2 separate regions of the Gossypium hirsutum genome follow, and region 1 is linked to region 2. Evidence: chromatin contacts called from public Hi-C data. All regions are on one chromosome and are shown on one strand. The core of a region is the stretch at or near the end of the contact, and the rest is flanking DNA. Distances in the headings are between cores, read along the strand shown.

Region 1 (5,253 bases), core at 1,389-3,888, 170 kb before region 2:
TTGCTCATGTATCAACTACTATTTGGTTAGTTACCATGTTTTTAATTGAAAAAGATTCAGGGTGCCAGCAATGACTTTAAGGTTATGGCTAATGATCAATATACTTATGATAGTATCATGGAGGAACCAACTATGGACGGACCATTTATTAAAACCAGTTATGACTATGATGCTCCAATTGATGAATATTGTGAGAAAACTGAGGTCATTGCCACCAATTTTTCTCATTTCCTTTTCTTTCTGCGTTCTCATGGATCCAAACTTCTGTATATACATACAGCAACATTTACCATGGATTTTGTCTTTGAACTCTAAATTGTGACTGACAAGTGCTCCTCGTTTAGGTTTAATCCGGCGACCTAAACACGATCTTCTGAAGGAGCTTCGTAGAGCTATTAAACTATGTGAACATGCTTTAGTTCCTTCAGATCCTACTGTTACTTCCTTGGGAACCTATCAGCAAGTAGGCTTTTTATGTCCTGATTATTCTAATTATCTGTTGGTAGGATAATCCACAAATGAGTCGTTCTGCCAACGATGTTAATGTTGTAGTAAATGTAATTAGATATGTTAGTATCTCAATACAATATCTAAGAGTTAGTAATGATTGTTTTCCAGGCCCATGTATTCTCTCCAAAGCAAGGCAACTGTGCAACTTTTCATGGGAGACTTACAATGAAGACATTTCTTCTCTAGGGGAAAGCCCAAGAATCACAGTTCCTGGACTCTTGGAGCATCTGAATGTTACCAGCTACCTGTGGTACACAACCAGGTGAGGCACTTCATTTTGAAGCACCTGAGGTTTATCGAGATCTCGAGCATGAGCAAAATAAGAGATTATCCATAACTATGTTATGCAGACTCAACCTTGAGTTCAGCTAATAGTTTCTTCTGGGTTAAATTTTAATCCAGTGTTGACATCAGTCTGTTGGAATCATTTCTACGACGAGGACGAAAATCGACTCTCGATCATGCTCTTCATGTCTTCATCAACGGACAGTAATATGAATGAAACATATTGAGAGCACTCTACGGGACTAGGGAAAAAAGGGGATTCATACTTGCTGGAACAAATCACATTACACTTCTCAGCATAGCTGTCGTATTGCCGGTTTGTTGCTCTTGACCATGCTTATCTGGATGCAAATATTAGCTACATATGTACAGTTAGTTCGGACTATTTCTTCATCTATGGGTCCGTTGGGATCGGCGGCAAACATAGCAAGTGAACTGGACTTGTCTCAACCAAAACTTTAAAACTCAAAACAGTAAATATGGAAGTTTCTGGATTACTGATACAAATTTATGTAGGTGTTTAAGGTTAAGAGTGGTTCCAAGAAAGCCATGCTAACTAGGGTGAAATTCAAAAGAATAATATGGGATAAACAAGTATAAAAACATAGATAACTTATAGAAAGCATACACTAATTTAAATATAAGATAAGATCTGAAATAGAAACAAGGACAACAGGCAGAGAGAGTAGCCAAATATAAATACAACCACACATTATTTAGTGTCTGTCAGACATTCATAAGATCCTAGTTTCATAAACAACTCCAGACATCAAGTACATTTAAATGTTGATTCATGCTGTCTGCACCGAGGTAGATGAATGGAAGGCAATTTTCTGCTGCAATTCATCTTTCCTTGCACCCACAAGCTTGTCAATTATGGTGCCTCCTTTCAGAAACACAAAAGTTGGCATCGCCTCAATAGCCCACGACTGAGCGACAGACTGCACAATTACAAAGAGCATGGTGTAAGAAAATTTGACAAGTCAAAAGTTAAAATTACAGGCTTTTTAATTAAGCAATGGCTTAAGAGACCCTACTTTCAGTTCATCCACGTCCACCTTCAAGAATATGACGTTGGGCAGCTTCTTAGCAAGATCCACCAGGATTGGTGATATAAAACGGCATGGCCCGCACCATGATGCTGTGAAATCCACCACCACCTATCCAAATAAATCTTTTCTTAAGTATCATACATACAGATCTATAATTTATCATAACAACACAATAAACAACACCTAATACTTGTGATACACCACTAGTACATAACTGAGGACCTTGCTAAGAACTATACAGGACAAATTAAGCAGGAGATTACTAAGTCCTTCGCTGAAATCAGCCCAAGTTTACGTAGACAAAACCAATTTTTCCAAACAACCTAGCAAGCAAAATTTGGTAGCTAATACAAAGAAACAGCAATTTCTGTACCAGTTTTCTTAAGTTACAACAAAGAAAAGATATTTACCAGTTTGTTGGACTCGTTTCCCATCTGGAGCTGCTGCTGCCATGACTCAACAGTGTGGCAGGCAATTACTTGTCCCTCTTCAGCCATAGTTTTTTCACTTAACCTCAAAGCTTACAAATTAGGCAAAGCAAAATACTTTTTATCTTGTTTCCCTTGTGTTTGTTTGACAATTTCGATAGTGCACAATCCTTTATATAGAGGAGTTTAGAGGCTAATTACGAGAATGCCATAGGTAAAGTTCGGGAATCACGTGACGCATTCTCATATGTCAGTGACGGAATAATATTAGTGGTCAGCGGTGAGAATGGTTCCGCGTTTTCGTGTCCATGTAAATGGAACCCAAGTATGAAAGGCGCTTTTGAATTTGGAAGGACACGGCACGTACGTTACATGCGGCACCTGTTTAAATTAATAATAAAGAATCGGATTCAATGTGATAACGAAATTCAACTATTTTTAAAAATTTAATGTTGAAAAAAAAAAAAGTAAGAAGTCTAAAATGGATAAATTGCACTCAAGCTCATTAAATTATTAGTACATTTAAGCTTTGGTCATTTAATTTTAAAAAGTTATAAAATTGAGTCATTAATCTATTAGAAAATTTTCATTTAAATCATTATAATGTTAATTTTTTTTAATCGGGTAGTGAGGCTTGAGCGGCAATTTAACAATCGTTATGGTGGGTCAGTACTCATTGATGAGTAGAAGAACATATATTAGATCTAAGTTAATTTGATGATCGGTGTTGGAGATCGAAAAAGAAAATTATTTAGATTTTGGTTCATAAATTCGTGAGTCCAAAGTTATTTCATAAAAAAAAGCTAAACTATAAAAAAAAAGAGAATGAGAGCTTTCGATGTTAATTTTGATAAATTTTATTTGGAGTTTGTTTGGAGTTGAACTATGTATGAGTCAAATTATTTTCATGTTATTTTTTTAACACTAAATATTATCTTTGATAAATTTTAGCCTTATTTAATCAAATAACTAATTCCATCTAACCCCTATAATAGAGCAACATGCCAAATACCTTCACCCATTTAATTTACATTAATATTGACAACAAATTCAAAAAAGTTTGTCGAAAGTAGTATAATTTACAAAATAATACATTTTAAAAACAACCAATTATAAAATAATATAATTCATTTTTCTTATCCTTTAGATTGCACAAATTCGAAAGACTCTATTATCCTTTAGGTTGCACAAATTCAAAGGACTCTATTGCAAAAGTGTCTACTTTCACATGCATCCTCCATGCGAACTTTCATGCTTTTATTTGTTTCATCAGCAAAAATAAAGCATCAATATCATTTTTGCTTAGAAAAGATCATTCATGCCACCAATATTTTGGCTTACCTTAAACTAGGTAGTTTTGCTGTTCTTCACGTGACAAACACAAACATAGAAAATTTTGTCCACGACACGAACAAACCCTAACCCCCTTTTTTTAAACCCTAACATTAGACAACATAATTATTTTTTTAGTCACCACACTCAAACAAACCCATAAAAGATGTTGCATATGTCGCTGAGATACCCTAACCCATCTCCATAAACTTGAAATCTCCATATTCATGCATTTGGTTAGCCATAGATTGATGGGCTATTTTTTCTTGGATTGGATCGCTCTCTCTCAAAAAAAAAAAAGCTACTTGTGGAATTTTTTTGGTGAAAATAAGATTACAACCAATTAAACAAAGCTAACAAGAGGATTTTCTGCAAACAACTGTAATCCATCCTTTGTGTCGAACGTCATTTTGGCTATTTGATCTGTTTCTTTGTTTTCTTATCTAGGAATATGATCTAATCTCCAATTCCTTATGCTACCCAAAAGCTGACGAATGCATCTGACTAAGGTCGAACACTAAGACTTTGAATCAGGATCCTGAATAGCTTCAACGACCTCCAAACTATTCGTTTTTATCAACACTCTTTCATATTGTTTAACTTGCAACAAAGATAAGTCATCTAAAATACCCTATAATTCAACATCAAAAATAGAGCATTTCCCCAAATGTTTATTGAATCCAAAAAGCCACTCCCCCCGTTCATCTCTTAAGTCTTCCCTTGCGACAGCATATCCAGAATCAATCTTCACTGCACCATCCGTTTGTAGTCTCACCCAATTTTCACCCCAAACAAACTCATTTTTCCGAACTTCCATCATGTCAATTGTCGTTTTGAGAGTGTTTATATTGCTTGGTCCCCTAAAAGCCTTTTTAATAATTTCCTGTAAGCTCCATGGCACTCCTTAAAAGACAAAGAGATTCTTATTCTTCCAAATTCTCCAAATAACAAGACCAAAGAAAACTGTCCAATCAATCCCCCCAAATGCGAGCTTTTGACTATTTCCCATATTAGATACTAGCCACTCTTGCAAATTCCCAAAAAAGAAATTATTATGTTCTTCAGCTGGGATTATTTGAGTCTAAATATCTTTAGCTGCATTACAGTCTCTAATGGTATTATGACTTTCTCTAGTTCAATCCCACAATTTGGGCAAAGATTATTGTGCTAAATACCCCATCTTTTGCTTCTCCACTTGTGTGAGCAGGTGTTGTTTGATAACCAACCAAATAAAAAATCGAACCCTCTGAGGCCCCTGATACTTTCATGCTAATTTCCAAATTTCATCCTTTAAACTCCACGAATTCTCCTTAAGAATCTTGTAGGCATTCTTGACAAAGAAGGCATTAGATGTGGTTCCTACCCAGGCTACTATGTCAAAACTTGTAGAGGGATATAGGGGAGGAATACTGACGATGCATTGTAACAGCTCGATTTTCAGCGGTGTCAGAGACAGTGGTTCGAGACCACCAAATCTGATGAGTAACTTTGTAAATTTTAATATTTAGTATTTACGAGTCAAATGTGATTTTAAAAAGATTTTTGTATTAGTAATTTGTGTTTTATAAGGATTTATTAGGTCAAGTGGTTTAGAAAATGAGGTATTAAGACGTCGTTTCTATAAACTGAGCCGTAAATATTTTTAT
Region 2 (5,009 bases), core at 1,135-3,634:
GAGAGGTGTTTTTACCAAATAACAACTAAGCTTTTCCTGTCAGCAACTCCTAAAAGCCCAAACATGTCCATACTAATAAAAAACTGCACATTTGTAACAATAGAAGGACTAACAATTGAGTCCCTATCATCTCCAATATCCATTTTACTAGGTAAACCATCAACTTTAGACCCATTATACTTCTCGTTTGTCAGCGCCATTTCAAATTTCTCACCAGCAATAACAATTTTAAAAAAATAACTAAGCTAAGCTTTTTACATCTGCAAATTCCAAAAACCCAAGCATGTCCATAGTAATAAAAAAACTACACATTTGTAACAATAGGACTAGCAATTGAGTCTCTATCATCTCCAATATCCATTTTACTAGGTAAAACATCAACTTTAGACCCATTAAACTTGTCTAGATTGAAGGTTTTCTGGATCAGGTTTAATGAAAAGGATGGGTTGTAGGATATGAATTTAGAAGCTATTAATGAATAAGACCGGGGACTGAAGTTGGCTGTGACCGCCATGGCTTTTGTTGAGATGGTGTAGGAGGGTTTGATGTAGAGGATACGGAAGAGAGATAAGAAAAGGCTTTCTTGTTCACATATAATCAAGCTCCTTGCATATTTCTTCTCACCACTCTGCCCCCTACTTTTTTGCCATTGTTGAGAATCATTGACTCTGATACCAAATTGTTACTTCGGTGAATTTCAAATTAATAGTTCAGCTCATCAAAGAGAGACTGAAACCTTAAGACTCATAGGAGAGACCCATATCTCTTTAGGGGTTTTGATAAAAATTTTGCTTGCTTTTGTTTTATTGATCGTCCCTTGAAATGGAGATTACAATAATTTAAAAAAGCATATCAAGCTAAATAAAGTCCTACCAAACACAAATTTTATTCTAAGAGTCTTAAAACAACTTCTTTTATTCCAAGAGCCCTACCTAAAAATTTCTCCTAAGAGTCCTACATAACAGCTACTAAGCATCCATAAAAAATAGACTAATTGGCACCATCCATTTAGAAAGAGTTGCAGTCCTTGAACAGGCTCCGCCTTAAACCAATCAAATGCTCTTCACAACACACATTCAATATGCTCACTAAAGAACTCCAAAAATATACTAAATATGCATTTAAAGGTATACATAGTCTCCCCTCATAATCTTTTTACGAATAAAAAGAACACTCACAATTAACTTGTGGACAGCATACCAATTCCTAATATGCACATTATTCTGATTAAACCCTCAATGCTATACAGCAACAAGTGCACCATGTATCTAAGAAAATATTCACTAAATCATGAAAGTAAGAAACACTCCCAGTGTAGTTTTTATAAGAAAACCACATTTTGAGGTAAATTGTTACTTCAAGTTACCGTACAAAGTGACAACAAAAAGGGATTGAATTAGATAACACACAAATGAATACTTGAGAAGCAAAAGAAAAAAGGAACCATAATTCTTACCCTGAGTTGTTTCAGAGAAAACGGACATAGGAACAAAGTCTTTAAACATATTCAAGGCGTAACTCTTTGGCATATTTCCAATCTCAGATCCAGCCATCTCCATAGTAAACTGATCATCAACTGATAAACTCGTGAGAAATAAGAAAACAACAGAACTAATAATACAACTTAAAACGTATAACAAGAATGTCATTCAAATCTTTTACTTGGTAGATTATAGAATCAATAACCAAGAAACCTCTTTTACCACAATTAAAGAGCCAATTCACCATTAATAAAAAAGGGGTATTATCTAAAACTTGTAATTAAGAGTTCCAAGTTGCGAATTCAGGGTTAAAAAACTATCATCTTCAAGTGTTTAGGGTTAGAGTACCTGCATAGAAGAAGGGTCATCGGGTTTGCGAGGGTCGAGAGAGAGGACAACCTTGGCGACAGGCTGTGAATCGGAAGAAGAAGCGGTCTGACTCTTCCATGGTTTGGCCACAACGACCGGACACTTCATTAACCAAACCGATCTATCAGCTTTTCCAGTCTCCAAAAAGCCGCTATTACTGTGATCTTCGTCCATCTTCAAGCTCTTCCTCTGCGAACTGATCAAAATTCCTCTTATTTCACGTTTACCAGCAAGGCAGATTTGGCAGAGCCTGGAAATTTCCTTGGTCAGTTTCTTCTACTTTTTGCTGCCAGAAGACTGACAGCAATTGTTTTTGTTCATTCACGGTATTAAATTTACGAGTTGAGGAATGAATTGGACCCTGACGAACCGCACGGAACGAATTTAGGGAACCGGATTTGTCGTAAAGCTAGTAATGGGCCTAATGGTATCAAAAATAGAGAGAAAATTTAGCTGAGGTTGAAGCCTGTCCGGATCTCATGGGCAGGACAGCTCAGATTGAATCGAGTCCACTATTTTTCAATTTTTTTATTCAACATCAGATTTAAGTAATAAAATTTTAAATAAAATCTGAGAATTGGGATGAGGAAAAACTCCTTTTTAAGTTTAACTAATCCCTCCCAAACTTAGAAATTTAATAAGAAACATCCGAATTAAATTAAATTTAATTGTTTTATTTTTGAAATAAATAAAAAAAATGTTTTATTTTTATTTTAGAATAAATAAGATTAATTTTTTAAGTTTAAACTTAAAACTTAATTGAGATGTTTAATTTATATGGTCCTAGATAAAAATTAATAAACACATTACATTTTCTAATCATCAAAAATAGAAATTTTTTATCAAATAAATTTAGATTTAAAAAGTATAAAAATGTACTAGAGTTACGACTTATAATTTGTCTATAGAAAAAAATGGGAACTAATGAAATTTCTCATCCACATGGTTTTGAAATCGTCATAGAACTTAAAGCTAAGAATATTCTACTTAAGTTTAACAATAATAAATTATAATTTTATATGTACGGAGATATATATTATATTTATATATTAAGGATTTTTTTATAAATATTTCAAGGATGGATGAGGCATCGGATCATATTACAACCTATCATATTCGAATTTTTTCTCAATTCATCCCGACATGAAAATATTTTAATTTTACAAACTAATTAAAAAATTAACATGTGTTTTACTTATATCGTATTTGTTTTAGAAAAAGTATTGTATGATTATCATCTTTATCCTTTTAAATTTTTTTAGAAGAAAATGCTGAAAATTAGAAAAAAAAATTAAATTTGTCATTCTTTTATTTTGAAAGAGATAAAAATAATTTGAAATCACAGTTTGCTACAATCCATTCTCTTTATTTTAGTTTTTGAAAATTTTTTTTGGGCAAAAGTTTTCAAGATTATTAAATACATCGTATTAAAAAATTAGCATAAATGCTACTTTAAAAAAAAATTAGTGAATTGAATTCAACTATCAAAAAAGAAAATGAGCCTTGAGCGTTTGGGATCCCCTCTGTCTTTGAATCTGGAAAGAGCAACAAAGAAGTTAAGATTCGAGATCATAGAGAAAATGATGACGATAAAATGGTGCTTAATGAATCTTTGCCAATTCGAATGATGGTGGTGCATCAGGTGATGGAAGCGTTTTGCAATTTCTCTGGCAACGGAGTGAGCAATGAGAAAACTACTATGTATTTCACGAAGAATGTTTCTAATCAAATGAAGGATCTGATAAGTGGAGGATTGGACTATAATTCTGCTGAAGATCTTGGGAAGTATTTGGGCGTCCCCATTTTTCATTGACGAGTCACGAAGGCTACTTTTCAGTATTTTATCAACAATATGAAACAAAAGTTAGTCGGCTGGAAGACGAGTGCTTTGTCTTTGGCTGGACGAATTACACTTGCTAAAGCGGTAGTGTCAGTCATACCTATTTATGTGATGAAATCAATCGTTGTTCCAAAAGGTCTTTGCTAGGAAATGGAGAAAATAATCCTCAACTTTGTGTGGGGGAGCACGGATGAAAAACGGAAGATTAGTCTAATTAAATGGGAAGAAGTGTGCAAACCAATTAAAAGTGGTGGACTGGGATTTAAAATTTTGAGCAAGCAAAATGATGCTTTCTTGATGAAGATAGGTTTCAACCTTATTCAACAATCGAATCAGCGTTGGATCCAAGTTCTTCGTACCAAGTATAAATGTGTTGAAAAGGTACCACAAACTTTGCACACAAATTATGTATCGCGGTTATGGAAAGGAATGAGTAAAGTCTGGGAAACTGTCAGGGATGGTGTAATTTGGAATGTTGGAAATGGTAAGGTTGTTGATTTTTGGAGAGATGAATAAATAAAAAATCATGGGAAATTGAATATGGTATGTTTGAATCCGGATTTGCTACCCAATGAAACTGTGCTAGTTTATAGTATGGTTAACAATAAAGGAAAATGGGATATGGATGTCTTAAAAAGCATGTTGCCATCATCCTCTGTTGCATATATTACTGCAGTTAAACAACCTATGGCGAATGATGAGTTCGAGGATAAACCTGGTTGGAAATGAAACAAAGGAACTGTCTTCACTTCTAAGTCATCATATGAATTGTTGAGCGAGGAATTTGATCAAGAAATTTATAAGAGGTGGCAGGTGATTTGGAAGATTAGGGGGCCACAGCGAGTGAGAGTATTTCTTTGGCTTGTAGTTCATGAAAATTGCTAACGAATGCGGAACGATAGAGACGACATATTACAATAGACCCTTCGTTTAATCAATGTGGAGCCAGATTGGAGAACATAGATCATGTTTTGCGAAAATGTTTGCCAACGACTGACCTTTGGAGTTGAGTGGTGAAGAGTGGCAAATTGAATGAATTCTTAGGCCTTAGCTGATTGGGTTCATGTAAACTTATCAAGGTCGGAATACTTTGCTCAATGATGAAAACTGGGAGGTGTTTTTTGGGGTGGCATGCTAGAGCCTATTGCTGCGAAGAAATCAAGTTATCTTCAATGATAATTTTTCTGAGTGGAAAAGCACGCTGGACAAGGCAACGCTTTAAGTCTAGAGTTTTGTGATGCGACTCAAGGTACAAACGGAAAAGATAACAGGGGAAAAGAGAAGATATTGTAGCATATTTGTTGGTAGCGCACTAAATC

The links. A called contact is a pair of places that touch in the nucleus more often than the background predicts.
Region 1: a contact with region 2 is called in a Hi-C map of leaf, with 2.1 times the contacts expected there. The contact joins the promoter of LOC107916540 here to the promoter of LOC107922337 in region 2. A contact is called at or near these places in 2 of 34 Hi-C or Micro-C datasets (hypocotyl and leaf).

The regions. Positions count from the first base shown.
Region 1 is chrA01:24,142,219-24,147,471 of Gossypium_hirsutum_v2.1, reverse strand. It overlaps LOC107916540 (thioredoxin H1), which reads right to left and starts at 2,638. Exons shown (of 3, transcript XM_016845811.2): 1 at 2,258-2,638; 2 at 1,833-1,955; 3 at 1,409-1,736. The coding sequence starts at 2,344. The coding sequence ends at 1,587.
Region 2 is chrA01:23,976,691-23,981,699 of Gossypium_hirsutum_v2.1, reverse strand. LOC107922337 (transcription initiation factor IIF subunit beta) reads right to left here and starts at 2,384. Exons shown (of 6, transcript XM_016852332.2): 1 at 1,830-2,384; 2 at 1,457-1,565. The coding sequence starts at 2,024.